2 separate regions of the Sus scrofa genome follow, and region 1 is linked to region 2. A link is a contact called in public promoter capture Hi-C data. All regions are on one chromosome and are shown on one strand. The core of a region is the stretch at or near the end of the contact, and the rest is flanking DNA. Distances in the headings are between cores, read along the strand shown. Region 1 holds the start of MALSU1 (mitochondrial assembly of ribosomal large subunit protein 1). Region 2 holds the start of TRA2A (transformer 2 alpha homolog).

Region 1 (5,891 bases), core at 1,778-4,277, 240 kb before region 2:
CCAGGTGCTGGGCTAGGGTGGGGGAGGGAAAGGTGTGTTGTCTCTGCTTCCCAGGAGCTTCCAGACAGAAGGAGAGATGATGATTAGAGTAAATGTCACCAGTATTATATATTTGTATTTGAAAGTCCAAAATGCTGTGGGGTTTCATCAGCAATTCTGTAGGAGTTGGAGAAGGCTCTGAAAAGAGGTAATATTTCAACAGACCTGGGTCTTGAGGAAGAAGAGGAGAATGGGTACAGAGCCCTACATAGTCCAACTTCAGGGGACCCCTTTCAGATTGGACTTGAGGGAATGACAACCCCTAAAGCTATGCACTTTGAAGGGACTGTGGGGTGACATTCCAGGTGAGGTGAATGCCATGGTGAGGGCATCAACCCTGTGAGAAATCAATAGCTTTTTACTTCCAGGTGTTCCCCAGACTGTGACACATTTTGTCCCAGAGTTGGACAAAGATCAACCTCCTGAATAAAGTGTAATGAGATATGCAATTGTTAAACTGTCCCTGCTTCAGGCCAGCATCTAATCCAGAGCTGTCACCACTTCCTCTGGGCTCTCCTTAGACCCATTCTGCAGAAGCAGAACCTCTGGGGTTCCTGTTGTGGCTCAGTGAAAACGAATCTGACTAGTATCCATGAGGACATAGGTTCAATTCCTGACCTCGCTCAGTGGATTAAAGATCCAGTGTTGCTGGGAGCTCTGGTGTGGATCATAGAGAGGGCTCGGATCCCATGTTTCTATGGCTGTGCTGTAGGCCTGCAGCTGCAGCTCCATTCTAACTCAAGCCTAGGAACTTCCATATGCTGCAGAAGCGGAAGACCTATCCAAAGTCCCTCCTACTCCCTCTGGGATGCTTCTTTGTCCCCCACAGTCTGCAGTCTCCCTCTGCAGCAAGTTCCTGAGTCTAACTTTGAACATATGTTTGTTCTTGGTGGTCTATCTTTTTTTTTTTTTTTTGGCTAGGCTTTATCAGAATTGTGGGTTCAAGGCATTTCCCTCCTCATGATGCCTATTTATAAACAAACGATATACCAATTTCCATATGATTACTACACACAAAGCACTGTGGTGTGTAATTTGTATTTTTCTTTTTTTCTTTTTCAACCACTCCTTCAGCATATGGAAGTCCCCAGGACAGGGATCAAATCCAAGCTACAGCCACCACCTATGCCACAGCTGGCACAATGTTGGATCCTTAACCCACTGTGCAACAGTGAGAACTCCTATATTTATTATTTTATTTCATGTTTCAAGACAACTCTATAAGAAAACATTATAATTCCCATTTTACAGGTAGGAAGCTCTTAAAGTCTCAGGAAGATTAAGTAACTTTAATTGTACACTGCTAGTAAACAGAAGAGCTGGAAATAAATCTAAGTCTTTTCCCGTAGGTTCTCATCCTTTCAAACATGGTAAATGTGGTAAAGACATTTATGAACAAAGGGATGAAGTGTTTCTGAAGGACCACCCGAGAGAGTCAGGGGACATATCTTCATGTTTAAGGTAGGTCTTACAGAGTGAGTCTAAGTTTGTCAGGTGTAAAGATGGAAGAAGGGCATTCTAGAAAAAAATGAAGTGGAATATTATGTGCAAAGCTCAGCATAGAAAGGTTATGGTGTGTTTGGAAAACAGCAAAAAGCAGATAAGGCTAAAATAATTCTAGCTGTCAGCATGGAGGATAGAAAGAGTAAAGATGGATTGGTGACAATAGAGACAGGTGGGAGGCTATCTCAGCAATTAGCCAACCGCTACTGAGGGCTCAGACCAAGAAGGTTAGTGGGAATGAAGACAATAAGTTGGATTCAAAAAATATTTCAGAGGTAGCATAAGCAGCATTTGATGATGGAATAGTTGTTTCAGGGAAATTATGCAGTGAATTTGGGGGACAATGACCCATTAAACGAGACAGCAAATACAAGTGGTAAAGCAGGTTTGGGATGCTCAGATAAAAGAGTGGAAACACACCTAATGCAAATGCTGGGGGAAGCATGTTCATACCCATGCCTATGGGGAAATGGAAGTAAAGAGGATGAAACAACTTTCTAGCACTTTATTCTTCCTGTTTTCAAAAATAACTTGAGACAACTGTCAATATTTGTGGTGGTGCACACAGTTGCTTATATTAGTTTCTGTAGTTTTTAATTTTAAAAAGTAATGCTTGGAATTATTTCTTTAAAAGAAATAATGTATCAAGCCTCTGGAATACCCACTATGTGCTTGGAACTGTTCTAGGCATTTGAGATATTTGCCTTCTACTTGCCTCTTCCTTTCAGGAGTGATCCAGCTGGACTTTAGAAATAGGTGGTTCCATTTTGCCCCGAGGCCAGTGACTCTTCCTTCCTGGGTCTCTTTCACCTCTCAACTCCTATGATTCAATACTGTAAGGGCAACTCAGTATTCCTTATTCTCACCGAGGTGGGCCCCACAGTGCAGTTCATTGCCATAATTCCTTTCGGGGAGTGTACCTGAAGGGCTGACTTACTTAGAACGTTTTCCAAATGGTCTTTTACACCTCTGCCTCCTACCCAATCGTAGCCAAAAATAATTGATTTTCCTCATGGACTTTCAAATTTGCAAGGGAATCTCGGTAACATTTTTGGTAATGGGGTAATCCTAATTCCTTACTAACCAAGAGCAGCAATTTCTGTACTTTAAGCTTTACGCGCTGTGAGCGAACAGTTAAAAACAAAATAAAAATTTCTCCTTTCACGCAGTTTACATTCTAATGAACGGAGATGTCAAAAAAAACAACAAAAACAAACAATACAAGGACGACACAGTGCATCATTATTGTGCAGGGCAAAGTAAGGTGAGTAGTGAAATACGAGTCTCTTGACTCCTGAGAAACCGAATCTTAAGTAAATTCTTCCGGGTCTCTGACCTCCGCCCGCTTGGGTTTCATACTCCGCCCACTGCCCCACCTTCTGGCACTGGCCACACCCACGCTCATGACGTCTATTTTCCCGGCCCTGGCTCACTGACCTGGCCAATCGAAAGCCACAGACCCGCTAGAGCCCCCTTAAGCCCCGCCTGGTGAGTCGACGCACTTTGACGGCGATGTGGCCCGGCGGCAGCTTGGCGCGGCGGGTCGGGTCGCTTCTCTGGCGCCGGGCCCTTTACCCTGGAGCCTGGCCTGCGGTTAGCGTGGGGCCCCGGTTTCAGCAGCTGGCGGTGGGACAGCTTCCGGCGAGACCAGCGCTCGGCCATGCCTGCTCGGCCCCTGGCCGCAAGCGTGGCCTGCACGGGGTGCCGGGCCTGGAGGAGCGAATCCAGGGGACAGCCGGCGAGGGGCGCCCGGAGTCAGGCCCTGCAGGTACGGGCTAGGAGGAGGGAGCCGTGTTCCAGGCGAGGAGGCTCTGGTTTCCCTCTTTATGCGTTTCTTTTGGGTCACAAAACTACAGAGCAGAGCTGGAAGGGACTACAAAGGTTGTCGGCGCCACCTTTGCATTTTGCAGTGAGGCCAAGAGGTGAACTGAAGTCTCGCAAACCCCAGGCGCCCCCGGACCCTTGGCCACACAACGTAGCTGTTCTCATCCCCCTTTACATCCTTCCTAGGGTTCTGAGAAATGGACTTGTCGAGAGTATTGGGGCGTGAGGATTTTTAGGAAGAGCTAGGGGCTAGAGGCTGAGGGGTGCGTAAGAAGCGCTAAGATGGAGCTAATTTAAGATCCTGTAATTATTAGAAGTTTTTAGAAACTTGAGAGATGGTAAACGTATCACATCTGTGAAAGACCAGAGTATGAGAGGGAGAGATCTTGGTGGACTTAGCCCCTAGGTCTTTGGGAGTCAGCTTTAGAATTTAAGAGAGCTATAAATCCACAGGCTCTAATTCTCCAAGGTGAAAAACAGAATATCTAAATCTCTACAGAAAAAGAAAAAAAAAAAAAAAAAAGGTTTTCACCGTATCAGTTGTTACATAACCCAAATGGCATTGTAAGAAAAACTTAAGAGTTGAAAATGAGAATTGTTCTTAAAATTTTAACTCTCTGATCATTGATGGATTTGGGGCCACAAACGTACTCTGCTAGGTCTCAGTTTCTCTCTCAAATGAAGGTTATGGACCAGATACTACTACCTAAGAGCCCTTCCTGTTCACAGTTCTAGTTCTGTGACCCTTTATGGCTGAGATTCAATTTAAGATGCCCCAAGATACTACCACCTCCCCAAATTGTGCTCCTGTTTTTCTCTCTTTGTATAGCAGTTCTCTGCTTGAACTGTATACCTCATTTCATCAAGCACTAGAACGGAAAGCTGTTGTTGCTAATAGTTCTATTTGCATGTGCTAATAGGAAAGGATGTGTGGTGGCTGTCTGACCTGAGCACCCTTCCCATGAAAGTTGAGGGGTATTACAGGAGACCATAGCCCAGGTTCAGCTTCTAGGAGGCCTGGACCCTGCTGTTTTTCAAAACATATAAGACCCAGACATCCTCAAAGAGGAGCAGTTTCCCTGTGAGCTGCCTGCACCTCTGGATGCATTTAGTTTCTGTCTTGGCCACCTGACACAAGCAAATCTTTGTGCATTTCAGATCATACTGGTCCCAAGTTTGACATCGATATGCTGGTTTCACTTCTGAGGCAAGAAAATGCAAGAGACATTTGTGTGATCAAGGTTCCTCCAGAAATGAAATATACTGATTACTTTGTGATCTGTAGCGGAACTTCCACTCGGCACTTACATGCCATGGCCCACTACATTGTGAAAATGGTAGGATGCTTTCTTTTTTTTTGGAACCATTAACTTAATGGAATAGTGTTATTGCATCAGGCTGAAGAGAAACACTTAAAAACTAAACCTGTCACATGAGGTTATATAAAAATTCCCAGATTTCCAGAATTTGCACAAGTGTTTTATGCTCTTTGATAGTGAAAATTAGAGGAATGAATATCCATCTTTAGTGAGTCAGGATATTTCAAGTTCTTGTCTTTCATGGCCCCAAGGAAAAAAATAGTGAAAAAATAACTGGAGGCAGACCAGAAGACAGTATAAATAACCCAGAGGGAAATCTAGAGCAGAACTGTCCAGTGTGGCACCCACTAGCCCCATGCGGCTATTTAATTATATAAATTAAAATTTAAAATTCAGTTCTTCGGTTGTACTAGCCACATTTCAGGAGCATGGTGGCCATATGTGGCTAATGACCACCATACTGGACAGCACACATATAAAACATTTCCATAGTTGCAGAAAGTTCTATTGGATAGTGCTGGCCTAGAGTTTAGCTCAAATGTTTGCACATGTCCAGTGTTCCCAAGCACTGTGCTGGGTATTGAGAAGACAGAAATAGAAAAGATTTAGTTGCTCTCTGAATTCACACATCTACTGAAGGAGGGAGAAAGCAGTTCATTTTCCAACTAGATGAGATAGGAATAAGAATGAGGAAGAAAATGTACTTGGAAGCTGATTCTGATGCCACTCTAGAGGGTAACATACTTCTTTCACCAATTTTCTTTTTTGAAAATTGACCAGAGAGGGGCAGTTAAGACAAAAGAACAGGTGGGATTGCCTAGAGAAGGGTGGTAGAATAAGGGGTTTGAGAACAAAATTCTGATACAGCATAGAAGAACAAAGGAAGATTCAAAAGAAAGAGGGCTGGTTGGAGAGACAAAGGGAACTTAGAAGGCATGGAGAAGTTAGAAGACAGTATCACAGGGTCTCTGTCAAGTGTAATAGTAGGACAGAGTAAGATGAAGACTTACAAGTGATCATTGGACGTGGGGTTTTAAAAAAAGAATGAGAGGTTTTTCAGAGAAGTTTCTGTGGAACAGCAAGAGGGAAGGAAATAGAAATTACTTTTTCAAAAACTTTAGATGAGAAGGGGGAAAATGCAAGGTCAGGAAAGATTTTTTAGTATTTTCTGTGGTAAAATATATATAACATAAAATTTAACATTGT
Region 2 (6,249 bases), core at 3,648-6,147:
CACCACAGCTCATGGCAACAACGGATCCTTAACCCCCTGAGTGAGGCCAGGGATCGAACCCGAAACCTCTTGGTTCCTAGTCAGATTCGTTAACCACTGAGCTATGATGGGAACTCAAACTTTTTTTTTTTTAAACAGTGTCTATTGATTCTTTTCCCCATCTGATCATTACCATTTTTTCACTTCCACTCTTTCCTACTAAATCTGTTAGGACATGTGAACAAATAATCAGATTCACTCACTGTTTGTGGTCCCTAGGTTAGTTACTTGATGCCTGAATACCCGCTAATGCTATCAAAGAGGTTTTCACTGTTCACAAGTTCTAAAACACTATTATGCTGATTATTCATGACCATTTCACACTTGTTATACTACAAATGTTATATCATGAGTAAATAACTTCAGTTCATTTACAAAACTAAGTCCATGAACAATGTTTACCTGTATTTTTTAATGACTCTCATTCCTAAATATTTAAATCTCTTGATATTCTTTCAGATCTCAAAACAACTTAAACTTATTTTAGGAATGGTACAAATCATAAGAAGGATCTATGACAAATCTATAAAATTACAGTTAGGCATCGTGGATACAATTAGTTGCAGAGCTCCTTTAAAAAATCCCACTTTCTGCTTAGATTGAGCAAATTACTACCCCTCAGTGAGAGAATCTCGTATATAAAAATCTTCCCCCATTTCTGCTATTCTTTAACAAGCTATCTTAATACACACAAATTTAAATTCCAAATCAAAACAGCCAAATTTGTGTTTTGCTCTTTATTTTTATCATACGATTAATCATTTCATATATTAAGAGGGGAACACTGGGAGTCTGTTTTATAATATTCCAGGTATTCAAGAAGCCAGAACAAGCTCTGAATAAAGGAGGAAAGAATAAGGACTATCTTTCCTCTTTATCCTACAAAGCACAGACAATTGTGGAATTATAATAAGACCCTTACATGATAAAAAAAAAAAGTCTTTAACCTCTTTTAAAAACACCAATATAAATTTGTGGGCCATTGTGAAAGAAAAAAATTAGAAACAACTCATTCTTTTTATGAAGATGACATGCAAAACTCATAGTTCAAGTACCAACCTCACTGCCAGCTCCAAAAGACATTTCCTCTTAAGGTTCTGTTAACTTGATATACATGTCACAAACAAATTGCTCATGTTGGCCTATTTTAATGGCACTACTATTCTCCTGGATCCCTTGAAAATGTCTATTCAGTTTAGACCTAATTTTTCATAAGCTCCTACCTTAAATATTTCAAGTGTGCCCTGCTGATCTTCCTGTACCGGTCTCTGTTCTTTGCTAAAATTCACTATGCCATCCAAGAATTAAGAATCCATAGACAGCTCATTAGTGAATACTAGATTAAGTCCAAATTCCTAAAACTAAAATTCGAAATGCTTCAATACCTGACTAGTCAAATCTATCATGTCTCATTACTCTAGCAACCTCACTGTTCCACCCTTACAATGTTCATATTTCCCTAATCATAAGAGCCAATGTACTTTTTCCATACTAAAGCTTTCCCTTTCTCATAGGCACACAAAACTGCTTCAAATTCTTTATTAATTTTATCACATACCACTTCATCATATACTTACTTTTACCCAGATATGAGCTGTCAGTCATCTCAAATCAGACTCCAAGTTCTCTTTCCCTTAAGAACACCTGGCTTTTACTAAAAAGGCAGCAGATGCTCAAAAGTTTTACCTCGAGTAGAAGGCAATTTTGTTGGTTAACTGTCAGTGTTACTTACGACAAAATTTAGTCAATTATATTTTCTTTCCTAAAGGTCTTTTATTCTAGTCCTTTAAAATGCAAGAGATATTAATCTATAATGGAAAAGCAAGCTCCTGTAGCTGTTTTTAGCAAACTCCATAACTGCTCTGAGACACTGAAGTGCAGTGTACTCTTTTCAAAAAAGTAACCAAAAATATACAGCATAGTGTATGTATGAAATGAGCAACGGACTGGTACTTGTAAACAGTCCTATTTCTTCCATGTGTTTCCAGTCTCTAGAAAGTTATCCTCTAATTTTAAGAATCTTTTCAATAAGATAGAGTTAATATGCACTATTAATATTGACTCTGTACACTTAGCAAATGAAATCTGAATACTGACCCATCAATTTTAGTCAATTCTCTATTTCAGTCAAAAAGTTTGAGATACAACAACTACTTAAAACACTTCGGAAAGATCATCTGAAAACACTTTTTTGAGCCTCTCTGAAAGGTTATAACATTTACTATTTATTTATTTAGTTTAGGGCCACCCTCACAGCACATGGAAATTCCCAGGCTAGGGGTTGAATCAGAATTGCAGCTGCTGGCCCATGCCACAGTCACAGCAACGTGGGACCCAAGCAGTGTCTGAGACCTACACACAGCTTGTGGCAACGCTGGATCTTTAACCCACTGAGTAGGGCCAAGGATCAAATCCCGGTCCTCATGGATACTTGTCAGATTGGTTACCGCTAAGTCACAACAGGAACTCCGGTTATTACATTTAGGTACAAAAATACAACAAATGTATTCTATAAAACCTTTTTAAAAAAATTTAAATAAATTTTATTGGACTATAGTTGATTTAGAAAGTTGTGTGAATTTCAAGTGTACAGCACAGTAAATCAGTTAAACATATTTTATAAAATCTTTCTAAACTGCTGGTTTGTGGTTAGCAGATAAAAGATCACTGTAATTTAAAAACTAAAAGCATTGGTGAATATGAAATTGCCTTGAGAATCAAAAAAAGGTACACACTCAGAAAAGTTTCTAGCATTCTTCTAATTCTTCAACCAATTATGAATAAAGACAATTACCTCAACCTACAAAAAAGTAATATAAGTAACAGGTGAACCTATTCATTACTCAATTTGGTTCATTTCATACCTGGGTATCACGTGTGGGGAAAAATTTTTTCTATAACCACAAACGTTGTAAAAGGGGAGGAAAAAGAAGGCAAAAACTTTTTCTCTATTAAAAGAAATTAAGTGCCATGCATTTTAGGTTAAAATTGGGTGGGAACCTTACATGTATTACTTTCTTGGATGGGTAAGGTAACAATCATCAAGAACTTGCTCCTTCCTTAACCTGATGACTAAATAAAATTTTAAAAAAATAAAGGAAAACAAGGTCTCAGATAGTAGTCCTCTTCACTTCTCCACAAACCAAAACAAATACCAACTTCTCGAGATTATAGTGAAGTTAATTTAAGAGGCAGCAAAATTTCTTCCATAGCCACCTAACATTTTCAAAACAAGAAGCAGCTCACAACTATCCCCAAATATCATTACGTGATTTTTAAAAAGTTTTGTTGGGATAATCAATACCACCCATTCTAAAAAATTCAGTAAGCTCAACTATTCCTTTCTATCTATGACCCAGAAATATGACCTAGAGAAACCCAATCTTAAAGGCATTAAAGATAACTTTTTTTGGTTTCCAATCTCAAAAAGAACAAAAGCCTAAATCGACCCTCTGATTTAACTGTCTGGTTCCAGATGCTTATCTTATGAGTTTCTAAAAAAAGACAAAACTCATTCCATCCACACACCTTAAGTGTTTTTTGTTTTCTTTCTTTCTTTTTGCGTTTCCCCTAGTAACCAGAATACCAACACAAGAGCAGAAAAATGCTGCCTGAGGACTTTCTTTTCCGAGTCTTACACTAATTCACTTCCATCAATTTTCACTAAGAAAGTTACTTCGGAAATTTAACCCAATCATCGCTAAATGTTCAGTACATTTAAGCTGAAGATAACCTATCTTTGTGATGTTTATATTTACCGACCCAAAATAATGAAAAACTTTGATCCCTCTTTGCTGGAGGATGGGCTGAGAAGGGAAATGGGAGAGGGTCTGTACTTTGAAGGTATCCTTTTGAGCTGAGAGGATAGCATACACTATTGCAAAAATACTGAGCCATGAAATTTGTTCGGTTATGTAAGATTAAGACAAAAGATTCCCTCTTTTGCTTTTTACCGTCAAAACCTGTCAAGTAGTGGTCAGTGTTTAGACGAAAGGTCATAGGAAGAAAAAGCATTTGAAGTTGAGATATAGAGAAAGAAGAAAAAACCCAACATCAAGGAATCAGAAAAGGCATTATAGCATTTTCACATTCATTGTGCAGTGAAAGGAAAGCAGAAGGGACATTAAGGGAAAAAGGGCTCCTTGCGTAGTTTTCCCCTCACAGCTCTCGTCTTAAGAACGCTTAAGGGTCGGTGCGGTCGTTGACTAACCACTTCATTAGGCTCGTCCCACCTTCAACCTCAAGGCTTTCGCCTTTATAGACGCAACGCCGCCGGTTCCAACAGAGACGCGGCCGCTCACTGCAATAGAGAGCCAAGGAGACACAGGCCCCAGCTAGTCCCACGCCAGCTTCTCCCCGCCCGGACAGCAGCCCCGCGCACTTTCGATCCCGAGACCCTCTACGATGCTCGGGGTCGCCAGCAATGCCACCGCAGGAAGCACCTACCACTATCCGGTCGGAGGGGAACTCCCTGCCGTCTCCTCCCGCCCCACCGCGACGGGGACCCACATCTCGGAACAGAGATAAGGAAGCCTCGGGGTGGGGAAATGGGAGAACGCACCGCGGGGGGAAATCGGACACAGGAGTCCAGGTTATCAGTCAGTCTCCAAAAAGCGGGGTAAGGGGGTTAGCCGTGGTGTTTGGGGCAAGAGTGGAACCCAGAAGCCATCTTGGGATGTGAGGAAGCGACCGCGATGGCTCCAGAGGCTGCTCCCCGCGGGCCCCCACAAGGCTCCCCGCAACCACGCCCGACCGCGCTTGTCCCCGTGAAACCCCGAGCATCGGGCCGCCGCCGAAGACGGCTCCCGCGGCTTTGTACTCACTCTGCCCTCGAAGTTGTTCTCCTCTACATCACTCATGTCGGCCAGGCGCTCCCCAGAACTAAGTAAGAGACAAGTCTCGGCTTGAGGGCCGATGGACTAATCAACCCGCTGACTCGACTGTGGGGAGGAGGAAAGAGTCGGCAACAGCCGTCGCTCGACTCCACTCCCACTCGGTCGCAGGCTCCGGCAAAATGGCGCCCGCGCCGCCAGAAACCTTCTGGCTTCCCCGGTGCGCGACGTGAGGGGGCGGGGCTTCTCTGTGACGTCAAGAGGCCCCGCCCCCAGAGAGGCTTTACGGAGGACCCGCCTAGCAATACCGCCCCTGGAGCCCCGACCCTTAGCGCGTTGGACCAGAGGACCCCCCCAGACATCTAAACTTCAGACTCCTTTCTAACGCATCAGTACTTTTGAAGATTTTGAAGTCACCAGATGAACTTTTTTTGACCTTGTCGCATTTATATATTTTCCAAGAGAATTCTGATGGATCAGAAAATAGGGGAGTTCCCATCATAGCGCAGTGGAAACGAATCCGACTAGGAAGCATGAGGTTGCGGGTTTGATCCGTGGACTTGCTTAGCGGGTCAAGGATCCGGAGTTGCGGTGAGCCGTGGTGTTTGTCGCAGATGCCGCTCGGATTTGGCCGTGGCTGTGGCGTAGGCCTGAGGGTTACAGCTCGGATTAGATCCCTAGCCTGGGAACCTCCGTATGCCGAGGGTCTGGCCCTAGAAAGATAAGAAGACCAAAAAAAAAAAAAAAAAGAAATCGTCTGCATAATGAGTAGGCTTTTATTTGGGATCTTTTCAACACTCTTTTCTTCACCATTTGCCCTATATAATTCCATTACAGTGATACATGCATAAATTGGATTATAATGAAAAGTCACAGTTCTTTACCTCTCTGCTCCCTGCCTTCCTGAGAAAACTGTCAATTTTATTTTTTTAAATATTGCTTAGTTATCTACTACTATTTTTTGACTTATATATTTCCTTATATCGGCATAGCTAAGACCTCTGTCAGATCTAACCACTTGGTTCCCAATCATGGTAATTTCTGAAGTGACTTTGAGCTTTATTCATATCTTGCAATTTTAAAATGTTTCCTCTTAAAAATCTTTTTCCCATATATATTTTTATATATTTTTTAACATGTGGTATATGGAAGTTCCCAGGCCAGGGGTGGAATTGGAGCTGCTGCTGAGGTTACTCCACAGCAACAGCAACATCAGCAGCTGCTACCTAGACAGAATCCTTAACCCACCGAGTGAAGCCAGGGACCAAACTCACATCTGCACAGAGACAATGTGGGATCCTTAATCCACTGAGCCACATTAAGTACTCCCTTTTTCCCATAGTATTTTGTTTTGTTCACCCATGCATTTGAAAATTCC

The links. Promoter capture Hi-C pulls out the DNA fragments that hold promoters and counts their contacts.
Region 1: a promoter capture Hi-C map of fetal liver shows a contact between it and region 2, with 2.4 times the contacts expected there. The contact joins the promoter of MALSU1 here to the promoter of TRA2A in region 2. A contact is called at or near these places in 2 of 5 promoter capture datasets (fetal liver and liver), 1 of 47 Hi-C or Micro-C datasets (alveolar macrophages) and 2 of 2 datasets of contacts at active chromatin or transcription factors (alveolar macrophages and skeletal muscle).

The regions. Positions count from the first base shown.
Region 1 is chr9:92,085,382-92,091,272 of Sscrofa11.1, forward strand. It overlaps MALSU1 (mitochondrial assembly of ribosomal large subunit protein 1), which reads left to right and starts at 3,028. Exons shown (of 4, transcript XM_021063453.1): 1 at 3,028-3,310; 2 at 4,525-4,703. The coding sequence starts at 3,055.
Region 2 is chr9:92,318,688-92,324,936 of Sscrofa11.1, forward strand. TRA2A (transformer 2 alpha homolog) reads right to left here and starts at 4,898. Exons shown (of 8, transcript NM_001077223.1): 1 at 4,863-4,898. The coding sequence starts at 4,898.